Regions from separate parts of the Mus musculus genome. Here regions 1 and 3 are each linked to region 2. A link is a contact called in public Hi-C and promoter capture Hi-C data. All regions are on one chromosome and are shown on one strand. Each heading gives the region's core, a stretch centred on a gene start, on an enhancer-like site or on the middle of the called end of the contact. The rest is flanking DNA. Distances are from core to core; before and after follow the strand shown.

Region 1 (3,447 bases), core at 691-3,190, 1.0 Mb after region 2:
AAGCCTAACCAGATAATTCCAGAAATGGAGAGAATTCTTCTACATGAAAGACTAGAGTAACTTTAATTTTTTAATTTTTCCAAACCTTTTTTTTGTTTTGTTTTGTTTTGTTTTGTTTTGTTTGTTTTGTTCGAGATAGGGTTTCTCTGTGTATCCCTGGCTGTCCTGGAACTCACTCTGTAGACCAGGCTGGCCTCAAACTCAGAAGTTCGCCTGCCTCTGCCTCCCAAGTGCTGGGACCACCACTGCCAAACCTTATTTTTAATGACGGTTCTTAAAAGCTTTAACCTTCCTTGTAGCCCACCACCCACCAGAGGTAGTGGGAAAGAAATACATGGGAAGTGGACCTGTTTAGGAAGGTTCTTTGGAGCAACTCCTGTCTGTGTTGTCTGGAAATCAGCAGTTCAGTTTACAAGTTAGCAGGCAGTGAGTGGCAGTTCCATCTACTCACAAACACTTTACAGATACACCAGCAGTTAGTCCAGTTTGGTAGAGTTGGGTTGCTAACAGCGGTGGCACGACCTAGCAGAGACCACCAGGCCTCAGCCTCTGCTGGAGTCAGCAGGAGGGACCAGCAAGAACACCAGGAGACATTCTTGGCTGTGCCTCTCTCAGGGAAGTGAAGATCAGCAGACTTGAGACCCACAAGCATTGCACAGCTAGCTGTACCAGCAAGCCAAGCTCTGTCTCCATTGCTCCGTGGAGTCCTATTTATACCCTCCAAACATCACATGTCCTCCACGTGCCTTGACTCAGCCCTGGTCTTGCCTCAGCATGTGCATCGAATCAGCCTGAGTCCATCCCGACAAATGGAGCTCAACTACACACTGTAATGGCGGACCAATACATGTGTGTTGTTAGCAAAGAATCCTTCATCACATGTCCTTTCACGTGTTTGCATTAGCAGAACATCCTATCTCCTGTGTCTGCTTCAGCAAAACGTTCCTTCACGAGTCTGCCTTAGCCTTTCACACCTGTGACTACTTTAACACAATGTTCCTTCACGTGTTTGCCTTGGCAAAACACCATCCAACCAACTTTCCAAAGATACCTTAAGTTTCTGCTTCAGAGTAGGAGAGAAACAGTACAGCAAAAGAGAGGGAAGTGTCCAGGAGTGACAATGGCTGACCTTGGTTGGATCCTGATTGGAATAAAGCAACAGAAAGAGCACACTGTGAAGTCAGGGGTGGGCACTGGAACAGTGTATCTCAGGGGACACTGAAGAATTCTTCTACGTCTGACAGCTTCTAGTCAGCTAGAGAAAGGGAAAGAGCTCCCTATATAGCCAAGACGTCTCTCAGTTCTTACAGACAAAAATGAAGTAATGTCTAGAATTTGTTTTCAAAATAATCTGCAATGTGAGGCTAGAGGTGAAGAGAGACTAGATGAAGGGTGCTTAGCCATATATGCATGGGCTGATGTAGGCGTTCATGTCCTCTCACTTATTCTTCTTGGATTGAAGCTTAGCAAAAAGCCTTGTTTTCATCACCTAGTGATCACTGCCCTGCAGAGATATTTCCATAGTAACATAAGCATGTTTATACTCTACCCATAGGCTTTCCACCTTCAACCCCACCTTACCATCAGGGAAGCATCCATTGTCCAGAAAAGAAACTTTGAGCCAGCTGGGCACTGTCCAGTTGTGTGTTCAGTCTAGATTCTTCTGCCTCTTTTTGCTCTGCTCTGAGTCCACCCTCCATGCTTCCCCCATCTAGAGCAAGAATTTGCCTTCTTCTACAATTACCTTGTTTTAACTTAAAGCATTAGTATGCCCTAGGATCCAGACTCCTCACTGTGCCTGCCCACCTAACTGCAGAGCACGTAGGGTCCTCTCTCTAGCACAGATGACTTGAAGCCAACAAGCCTTGCCCTCGGACTATTGGCCTGCTGCTTCCCTTCTGTGGAGACTAATCTGGTTAGTCAGCCATGAGTCATGTAAACTTTGCCTTCCCTGCTTCCTGTTTAGCTGTTTTTCCAGAACTGCAACTTCCTGGAGGAAAGAGAGAGGCTCCTAAGACCAGGAAGTCAAAAACCTCACAACTGGAAACAAACAAACAAAATCCTGGAAACTTATAGGATTCATAAGGTTCCTTCCCCAATGTTATACAAACTGTAAACAAACTGAATTTGCTCAGGTCTCCCCAGAAAAAGTCACCTACCTCACTGTTTTTGTTTTGAAGACCCTACTGGGTTTTCTTCCTTAGTTTTGTGGTTTTGTTGTTGCTGCTTGCCCAACAAATGGGGATTTAAAACAAAATGATAAACCCTCCTACCACTGGGATTGAGTCATTGATTCCACTGCTTAGAACAAGATTAGAAGGTAATCCTGCCCCCACAGAAAGTTACCCTTATGTTGGATCAAGCCGTTAGGCAGCTGCTCCTGTTGGACAGACAGTGGAATATAATGTCCTCAACTGCATATGCCGTGCGGGTGCCACCAGCAAAACCCAGGCTGTGAGAACACAGGCATGTCTTGGACTCTTCAAAACACTCCAAAGGAGAAAAGGTAGTAGGAAATGAGAACTATGCATTAATGGCAGCTTTAAAAAAGTTAATCCAACATAATAGTGCCTTTTACTTCGTGTGTGTTCTTTACATTAGTGGGGAAAACGATTACTTCAACACTAGCTGGTAGCTGATAACAACTACCAAGAGTGACCACAGTGTTGTGGTCACCATGGCTTAATTGTGAAATGTTCTCCGTAGGCTCATGTGTGGGAACACTTGGTTCCCTTCTGGTGGCTTTCTTTGGAAGGGACCTTCAGGAAAGGTACGTTGCTGAGAGATGTAGGTTGCTGGACACTGGGCCTAATGGATTGGCGACCACCCCATTTCTACCTCAGTCTGCCTGCTTCCTGATGTGCTGAGATGCAGGCAGGCTACGCCACATTTGCGTGCCTTTGCAGCCATGATGCACTGTCACCTTAAACAACGGCCACAATGAGTCTTAGCTCCCTTAAGTTACTTCTTGTCAAGTATGTTATCAATGAGAAGAGGAACTGAGAGCAGTGGTTATTTTTAAAGATTTATTATATTTTAGATGTGCTGCATTTTTAAAATATACCTATTGAAAAAATTATGGGCAGAATCAAATAGTCTTATATTTGTTTTAAAATAATGAAGGGGTGACATTATTAAAATGCAGACTGGGTTGGCCTTGAGCTAATAGCCATTGGAAAGGTGAAGATATGTGAGGGCCCACCACACTGTTGTTTACCAATTCAGCATAATAAAACAGTTTATAAAATCCTATACACTTTAGCTTTAAAGGGGGAAATCTTCTCTGACAGAATAATTTAGTTATTTTTAGTGCTCTATTTTTACTTCTGTTAGGGAGGAAGAGTAATTCTCCTCTCCTTTGCCTCTCCTCACTGACCATTCTTGAAGGTAAACTGTGTTTTGAATCTTGAAGAACCAAGTCTTCTCAGGCAAACATGGAAGAAAGAG
Region 2 (3,716 bases), core at 279-2,778:
AAACCCTGTCTCGAAAAAAAAAAAAAAAAAAAACAAAACAAAACAAAAAAAAATTAAAGTTACAGGAAGGGGCAGGGGCAGAGGCAGAGAGGCAGGGGTGGGGCAAGGGGCAGGATTAGGGACAGGGTTGGTGGGTGGGGCAGAGAGGTAGAGGCAGGCAGATCTCCGAATTCCAAGCCAGCCTGCTTTACACAGAGATTTTTCAGGTCAGCCAGGGCGAAATTGTGAGGCATGGTCACAAACCAACAAAATATTTGGATTGAAGTAAGAAATCACTCATAGAAAAAGATGTTTTAAGCAGGATTTCTCTGTTACTGAGGCTAGTCTTCCACTTGTGTGTTTGCTGGGGTTCCCAGAAGGCACACAGACGTGTATACAGGAAAGGCAGAGGCAGGATGTCTATGAGTTCAAGGCCAGCCTGATCTACACAGAGAGTTCCAGGACAGCCAGAGATACACAATAGACGCTGTCTTTAAAAAGCTTTGTGTGGTCTGATATAGGTCTCATATAGCTGAGTCTGAGCATCAGAACTGGTTGATCATGCTGACCCTCCTAGGCAGTCTTGTGCCTACTCCTTTGCTTGTTCATTGTATACCCATAATCCTTTGCTTGTATATCCATAATCCAAGAACTCAGGAGGAAGAGAATAAAGGGTTTCTGAGTTCAAGACCTGACTGCAACATTATTTCAAAGGGTTCAACAAACATAACTCTAAAACGGTTTATAAAAAAATATAGGCATATAGATAGATATACAGAAGGTGTGATCCAAAACTGCAGATGCTGGGCTGGAGAGATGGCTCAGTGGTTAAGAGCACTGACTGCTCTTCTGAAGGTCCTGAGTTCAAATCCCAGAAACCACATGATTGCTCACCACAGATCTGTAATGAGATCTGATGCCCTTTCTGGTGAGTCTGAAGACAGCTATAGTGCACTTACATATAACAGTAAATAAATCTTAAAAAAAAACCCTGCAGATGTTAAGAATTTTTCGATCTAGATGCTGAATATACAGATAACCACTGCCCTTTTTTTTTTTTTTTTTTTTTTTTTGATACAGGGCTTCTCTGTTGTATAGCCTTGGCTGTCCTGAAACTCACTCTATAAACCACGCTGGCTTTAAACTCAGAGGTCTTCCTGCCTCTGCCTCCCCAGTGCAGAGGTTAAAGGTGTGTGCCACCACTCATGGGCTCTTACCATTTTTTTTTTCACTATGCATTAAAATTTGCATAATAAGCTGGGCGTGGTGGAGCACACCTTGAATTCCAGAACTGAGGAGGCTGAGGCGGGCAGAATCCTGTGAGTTCGAGGTCTAAATAGAGAGGTTCCTTGGTCTATCAAGAGAGCTCCAGATCAGTCTTTGCTACACATAGTGAGACTCCGTCTCAAAAAGAAAAAGAAAAAGAAAAAGAAAAAAAAAAGCGCGGAATAAAATACAGGAGGAAATACACCACCCCATCCCGAGCTGTAGTAGGTCCTCCTGCGCATGCTCACAGGACCTGCGCGCTCGTCTCCGCCCCCTGGTGTACGCAAGCGCAGGACGCAGGCGCGCAGTCAGAAAACACGAGACTCAAGCTGAGGGACGCAGTTCGGATCTGAGGTGTGGATCTGAGGAAGGATGGAGGCACTGAAGGTGGAAAAGTTCACGACTGCCAACCGGGGAAACGGGCTGCGTGCTGTGGCTCCACTGCGCCCCGGGGAGCTGCTCTTCCGCTCCGACCCCTTGGCTTACACTGTGTGCAAGGGGAGTCGTGGCGTAGTCTGTGATCGCTGCCTACTGGGGTACGTACGGAACCTGAGCCCGGGGCGCGTGGCTCTGCGGGTGGGGGTGGGCCTCGAGGGCACAGCTCTGTGGGGTGTCTGCAGCACCCTAGGCTGCGGTGGGAATTGGGGGAGGCAGTGGTGCAGATGAAGGGGAAGCGTCGGGCAGATAATTTTGCTGGGGAACAAAAATATTCAAAGCCTGTGCAACGAGCTTCATTGGTTGTGGAAATCAGAAGTGGCAGGGGGGTGTGAGTCTGGGAAGGAGTAGGGGTGTGTACGTCAGGATCAGAACTGAGGCCCCACCTGACCTGTCTTGCGGGAGGAGCGAGAAGCCTGGTGTTTATGTTGTACTTTGCTGGTCTGGATTTTACGTGGCTTGGGTTTAGGAAGATGAATGAGACATCCCTAAGGACTGGAGCAAATGAGAATTAACCGTGTAACAAAAGAGCAAAATAAGAGATGCAAACAGTCTACTCTAGGAGCGTAGGACTCGCGGTGTGCTTTGCCCTCTAGAGATTGTGCGGACAAATGTAACTCACCACCTCTGTGTAGATGCAACAGTTTATGTGACAGTGTTTCGAAGTCTGGAAGCACGGTGTCAGCGGAGGGTGCTTTACTGTTTATAGAGTTGTGTAACATATACACTTCCGTCCGCACACATCGGGTTCCCACCATGCACTGGGATAAGGACTCTGAGGTAGGTAGGTTCCAGACCCATCCCTCTGTGTTTGGGGTGGGTAGAGGTGGGGAGTCTAGCTTTACTATACATTCCAGGATACTCCCCTCGCTCCCCTCTCCTCCCTCCTCAGTCCCCGCCCCCTCAGACAGGGTTTCTCTGTAGCTGCTCTGTAGACTAGGCTGGCCTTCTCTGCGTCCCAAAGTCTTGCTGTTACCAACGCCCGGCTTCCACAATATTCTTGTTTAGTTTATAACTGAAGACTTCGCTTTGCATTTTAAAGTTAGCAAATAATAATGTTATCTGTTATCTTCTCAAGTGGTGATCGAAATGACATGCACACACCTGCACGCGATTTGTTGCTGAAAGAGCAGCGGGAAGTTTGTGGGGTTAAAGCAATTCACTCCCTTCACAACTCGGCCTCGAATGCCACGAACCCCCTTCTCACAGACTAATTGGAGAAAGCAGGACTCTTCCTTCATTGTGTTACATACTTTGTAGGCTATTTAGAGTGTAGATGTACCTCACCCCATGGCAGAGAGCTTACTGCTTAAGTCCTAAAGCATTAAGTGGTAAAGATGATGTAAGCCTCCTTGCAGACATAGTTTGAAGGCTGTGTTGCTCAGTGGGTAGAGCAGGTGCATTTAATCATAAACAATGACAAATTAGTAATGGAATGATCAGAGATTGTCTTTTGAACCCAGGTGCTCTGGAAGGGCAGCCAGTGCTCTTAACCACTGAACCATCTCTTCAACCTGAGATGTTCTTTTTTGTTTGTTTGTTTTTGTTTTTCGAGACAGAAATCTGCCTGCCTCTGCCTCCTGAGTGCTGGGATTAAAGGCATGCACCACCACACCTGGCTGAGATGTTCTTTTTAAAAATTTTGCTATATATATATATATATATATATATATATATATATATATATTTTATGAAGTACTGGAGTTCTGTACAAATATTGTCTTGGAGCTGATTTTGAGTCATACGTTAGAAAGAATCTCCCATTTTCCAGAATAAAGTACACAATGAGCCTGACTTTTATCATTTTTCTTTCGAGAACCATGGTGATTCAAGAACCAAAAAAAAAAAAAAAAAAAAAATTCTTGAAAGGTTGTTGGGGAACTCTCAGCTTTGCTTTAAGGGTGGGAGAAACCTGGATGTGAAGATGAACAGGAACCAAATCAGAACTGCCCTGTAGTGGTCGGGCTGTAGTCTGGGCCGCATCCTGTTGGTAGCACCCTGGACGAGGGACTCTGCTGTGCTCTTTGGGAAGCTAA
Region 3 (3,780 bases), core at 867-3,366, 1.1 Mb after region 2:
TAAATAAATACATCTTAAAAAAAAAAGAGAGAGAGAGAGAAACTGGCTTTCCTGGAGAATTTGTTTGGCAATGTTTAACTTTATCATGTGTAACTCCATTTTTTTCTATTTAAGTTTATTCTTTAGTCTATTGTTATTGTTGTTGTTGTTATTATTATTTGTTCTGAAGCTTAGTTTTATTTCCTCAAATAAATAAAAACTAGAGTCTCTCTGTATACCCTTGAACCAACATTATTATTAAATACACCTGTTACTGGTCTTTCTCCACGTGATCAGACTTCTTTGTCTTCACTGGCTTATTTTCAACTAATTTAAAAACTATCAATAGTTGCCTTCACAACTTGATCAAAATGCTTACGGGTTCCATTGGTTGACTTATGTGCACAGGTATTCTAACACTCTCAAACAACACCCTCAGTAAGTTAGGGCAGTTTCAGTTTGAGGTAAGGGTTTTTGGGTTAGTTGTTGGTTGGTTGGTTGGTTGGTTGGTTGGTTGGTTGGTTGGTTGGTTGGTTGGTTTGTATTACAAGTTCTAGAGTCAGCTCAGTGACACTTTCTCAACCATGTACCTACCTCTGCAATGAAATCATGCAGCTCTCCTTCAGTCGGGCAGCATCCTAATGACCTGATAATTGTCCCAATCTCTCTAGAAAAAAAAAAGTTGTGAAAAGTTTTAGAATATAAATTCTGGAGAGGCAACTGTAGTATAAATTATCAAATAATTGTTGAAATTATTTCAGATTACAGGTAACATAGCAAAGCACCTCACTTAAGTACTGGCTCACAAATACATGAGAAACTTCCTGGGAAAAGAAAAGGTTGCAAGAAGCAAAGCAGCCCAAGGTTTTCAATAACTAGCAAATCAAGCCCTGACTAGTTCAAAATCTCAAAGCTCCAGAAAAGGAATAAGGACAAAATGAGGGGAGGAAGAAACAATGTCTGCCACTTGATGGCTGGTTTTAACTGTTGTTTAACTCTGATAGAGAAAGAAAGAGAATATAGGTTAACCATTTAGTACATTAATACACTCCAGCACAATCTAACTGTAGCCTTGCACTGTGGTAGCTTGGGGGCTACAGGAGGAAGAAGAGACAGGCTGGGTTAAATTTTCCTTCACTCTGCTTATACTCCTACTTGTTTCAGTTGAATTCTGTTCTCTTATCTTGCAAAAGCAAATGCTTACAAAGCTATCTGTAGAAAGTTGACTATGTTTGCTAACGAAAGAATGTCCCAATGGCTACCCACATCTGCTTTTGTAAACACACTTAAACTACAATAGAAACATCCTTTTGGTGTTCATGAGACCCAGAGACCACCCTCACAAGGTCTGTGCAGACAGGAATCTTCACATTGTTACTCAAACTATAAAACCTGTAAGAAACTGTGGGATGGAATCAGACTTTGCAAAACACTAGCTTTGGTCTATGTCCACTGCACTAGAAAGTTTGGAAGTTCTGAATAGAAAGATCTACAACAGTGTTCTGTCATAGGAAAGTGAAAATGGGCCTGGATACGATCTATTACTCCTTGAAGACAGAAAAGTATATGAAAAGGATAGAGCCCCTTTTTCTTCCTCTGGAGACATCAATGAAGGCAGCAATGTGAACTACTGCCTCTACTATGCTAAGAGCCAAGTTTGTAACTCATTGGTTGAGCACTGGGCTTGTGTCTTGGGAAGCATAAGTGTCTGTCTCTCTGAAGATGAGTAGCATGCCCAGCTAAATGCCCAGCTAAATGGCAGACAGACACATGGCCAGAGAGAGTAGCTCACTAAGAGTTACCTTTAGCGACATTGCAATGAAGGCAATGCAGAGGGTGGCTGATAGGAAGAGAGAAGGGGAAATGAGGAAGGGACAAGAAGGTGGTATTTAAACGCCAGGCTTTCTAAATGTTTCTGTAGATAGTAATGAAGTGAGATGAATCTATTTCAAGAGCTCTCCATGTGTGAGGCCCTTAGTTCAAATCTGAACACCAGCAGGGATGGAAAGTACCCAAGTCCATGTGGTGGGAAGAAAGGGCAATCACAGTAGATGCCCTGGTGACTCAGAGCTTCCCTTGTTTCCCAGGCTGGATACACAGAGCCTAAGCAATCCTCCATGCTACTCTCACACAAAGCACTGGTGAGAGAGGAGTGATGGGAGCCAGGAGCCTGGGAACACAGCAGAAGGGGCCAGGTGGGCACCGCAGAGCTCCAGATGGCTTCTAGACGGGCTGAGATGCTGGCCGTAGTGAGGAAATCAGGCTGCTGATGCTACAGCCCCAGGAACAGTGATGCTCCTGGGGATGAGAAACAGAGAAAAGAAAACTCAGGCAAGAAAAGGGTCAGGTCTTTGCACTGAAAGAGAAGGAGGCTTAGGAAGAAAGAAAATTGAAAGGGAGATGTAGGAAAAGGCCAAAAGAGATGAAAACACCAGATGTAGCAGCACACACTTGCAATCCAAAGCATTTGGGAAATGTAGGCAAGAGAATCAGCAGCTCAAACCCTCTCCTACACAGCAAGTTCAAAGCCAGCCTAGGCTACATGAGACCCCCATCTGAAAGCAAACAAAAAAGAGATGAAAATGTAATTTCAAGAAACACAAAACAGAAGTGTCAACAACGAGGACAGAGTTCAGAAAAACCAGCAAATGAAACAAAATTCTGAGATAAAAAAGCATCGTGGGAGGGTCATCTAAGGAAGGGAAATGGAATATAATGCTATAAGTGAATAAAGGTGGAATTACAAGGATTACATGGGGTGGGGGAAGGGAGGACAGCATAGAGGAGGGAATATGGGGGTGAACAACTAACATTATAAATACCTTTAGAAAAGCTATTTGAAAATCTACTACTGTAGAAACTTCCTAAAATATATACATGTATAAAAGGAATTTAAATAGAGTCACTATATTATGGGGGAGACAATACCACAAGTAGATATTATTTGTTGCCAAATAAAATTTTCAGTATCAAGAATGGGTTACATCTTTCTGAGTCACTAGCCAAAGGGGTCCCACAGGCTCCCCAAACACCACAGGCTATTTCCAACTTGATGGTAAGATGTTATTGCTGAAGACACCACACACTTCTACCATAGAAAGTGGAGAAATCTAAGTGGTACTCAACTAGAAGATTCACCCTATTGGCTAGTGTTCATAGTGTTAGAAGATTCTAAGCACAGCACCAGAAATCTCATCAAGCTCAATCTCACCCGGCTACAAACCCTGTGAGCTTTAGTGATGACCTGCCTTCAAGATGTGCTTGCTCATTCAATAGTGGCATGAATGTTATGGAATTAACCAATCACTTTTTGGGGGGGGGGGCTTAAGGCCCACTCAAGTCATGGACCCTCTGGAAAACCTACCTCTATTATTTTGCTAAATGAGCATATTCAGGAATAAAATGATTCCTAATGATATATTGGTATGCCCTATGTCTTAGTTAGGATTCTATTGCTGTGAAGAGATGCCATGACCACAGCAACTCTTATAAAGGAAAACATTTAATTGGAGCTGGCTTACACTTTTAGAGGTTTAGTTCATTATCATCATGGTGGGAAGCATGGCAGCATGCAGGCAGACATGGTGCTGGAGAGGTAGTTGAGAGTTCTATATCTCGATTAGCAGGTAGCAGGAAGAGAAAATGCCACTGGACCTGTCTTGGGACACACTTCCTCCAACTAGGCCACACCTACTCCAACAAGGCCACACCTCCCAATAGTGCCACTCCTTATGAGTGTATGGAATCATTTTCATTCAAACCACTATGCCATAGACCAGTGAATTATTCTCAACCTTCAGT

The links. Promoter capture Hi-C pulls out the DNA fragments that hold promoters and counts their contacts. A called contact is a pair of places that touch in the nucleus more often than the background predicts.
Region 1: a Hi-C map of bone marrow-derived macrophages shows a contact between it and region 2, with 9 read pairs. The contact joins the enhancer-like site here to the promoter of Smyd3 in region 2. A contact is called at or near these places in 2 of 39 promoter capture datasets (the 3T3-L1 cell line and hippocampal neurons) and 1 of 484 Hi-C or Micro-C datasets (bone marrow-derived macrophages).
Region 3: a contact with region 2 is called in a promoter capture Hi-C map of hippocampal neurons, with 3 times the contacts expected there. The contact joins the enhancer-like site here to the promoter of Smyd3 in region 2. A contact is called at or near these places in 5 of 39 promoter capture datasets (3T3-L1-derived adipocytes, HPC-7-derived erythroid cells, hippocampal neurons and 2 more), 1 of 15 datasets of contacts at CTCF or cohesin (large pre-B cells), 2 of 115 datasets of contacts at active chromatin or transcription factors (stem cell-derived neural progenitor cells and trophoblast stem cells) and 1 of 9 other capture datasets (liver).

The regions. Positions count from the first base shown.
Region 1 is chr1:178,491,169-178,494,615 of GRCm38.p6, reverse strand. No RefSeq gene overlaps it. Among named protein-coding and RNA genes, the nearest start is that of Gm31289, 11 kb to the left of the region's middle. Within about 2 kb of position 1,940, at least 46 of the 459 cell types and tissues checked have an H3K27ac peak or open chromatin away from gene starts, as enhancers often do. A contact at or near this core is called in bone marrow-derived macrophages, where this site is marked.
Region 2 is chr1:179,515,853-179,519,568 of GRCm38.p6, reverse strand. Smyd3 (SET and MYND domain containing 3) reads left to right here and starts at 1,528. Exons shown (of 12, transcript NM_027188.4): 1 at 1,528-1,781. The coding sequence starts at 1,618.
Region 3 is chr1:178,452,682-178,456,461 of GRCm38.p6, reverse strand. It overlaps Efcab2 (EF-hand calcium binding domain 2), which reads right to left. Exons shown (of 7, transcript NM_026626.3): 3 at 574-646. Among named protein-coding and RNA genes, the nearest start is that of Efcab2, 49 kb to the right of the region's middle. Within about 2 kb of position 2,116, at least 14 of the 459 cell types and tissues checked have an H3K27ac peak or open chromatin away from gene starts, as enhancers often do. A contact at or near this core is called in hippocampal neurons, where this site is marked.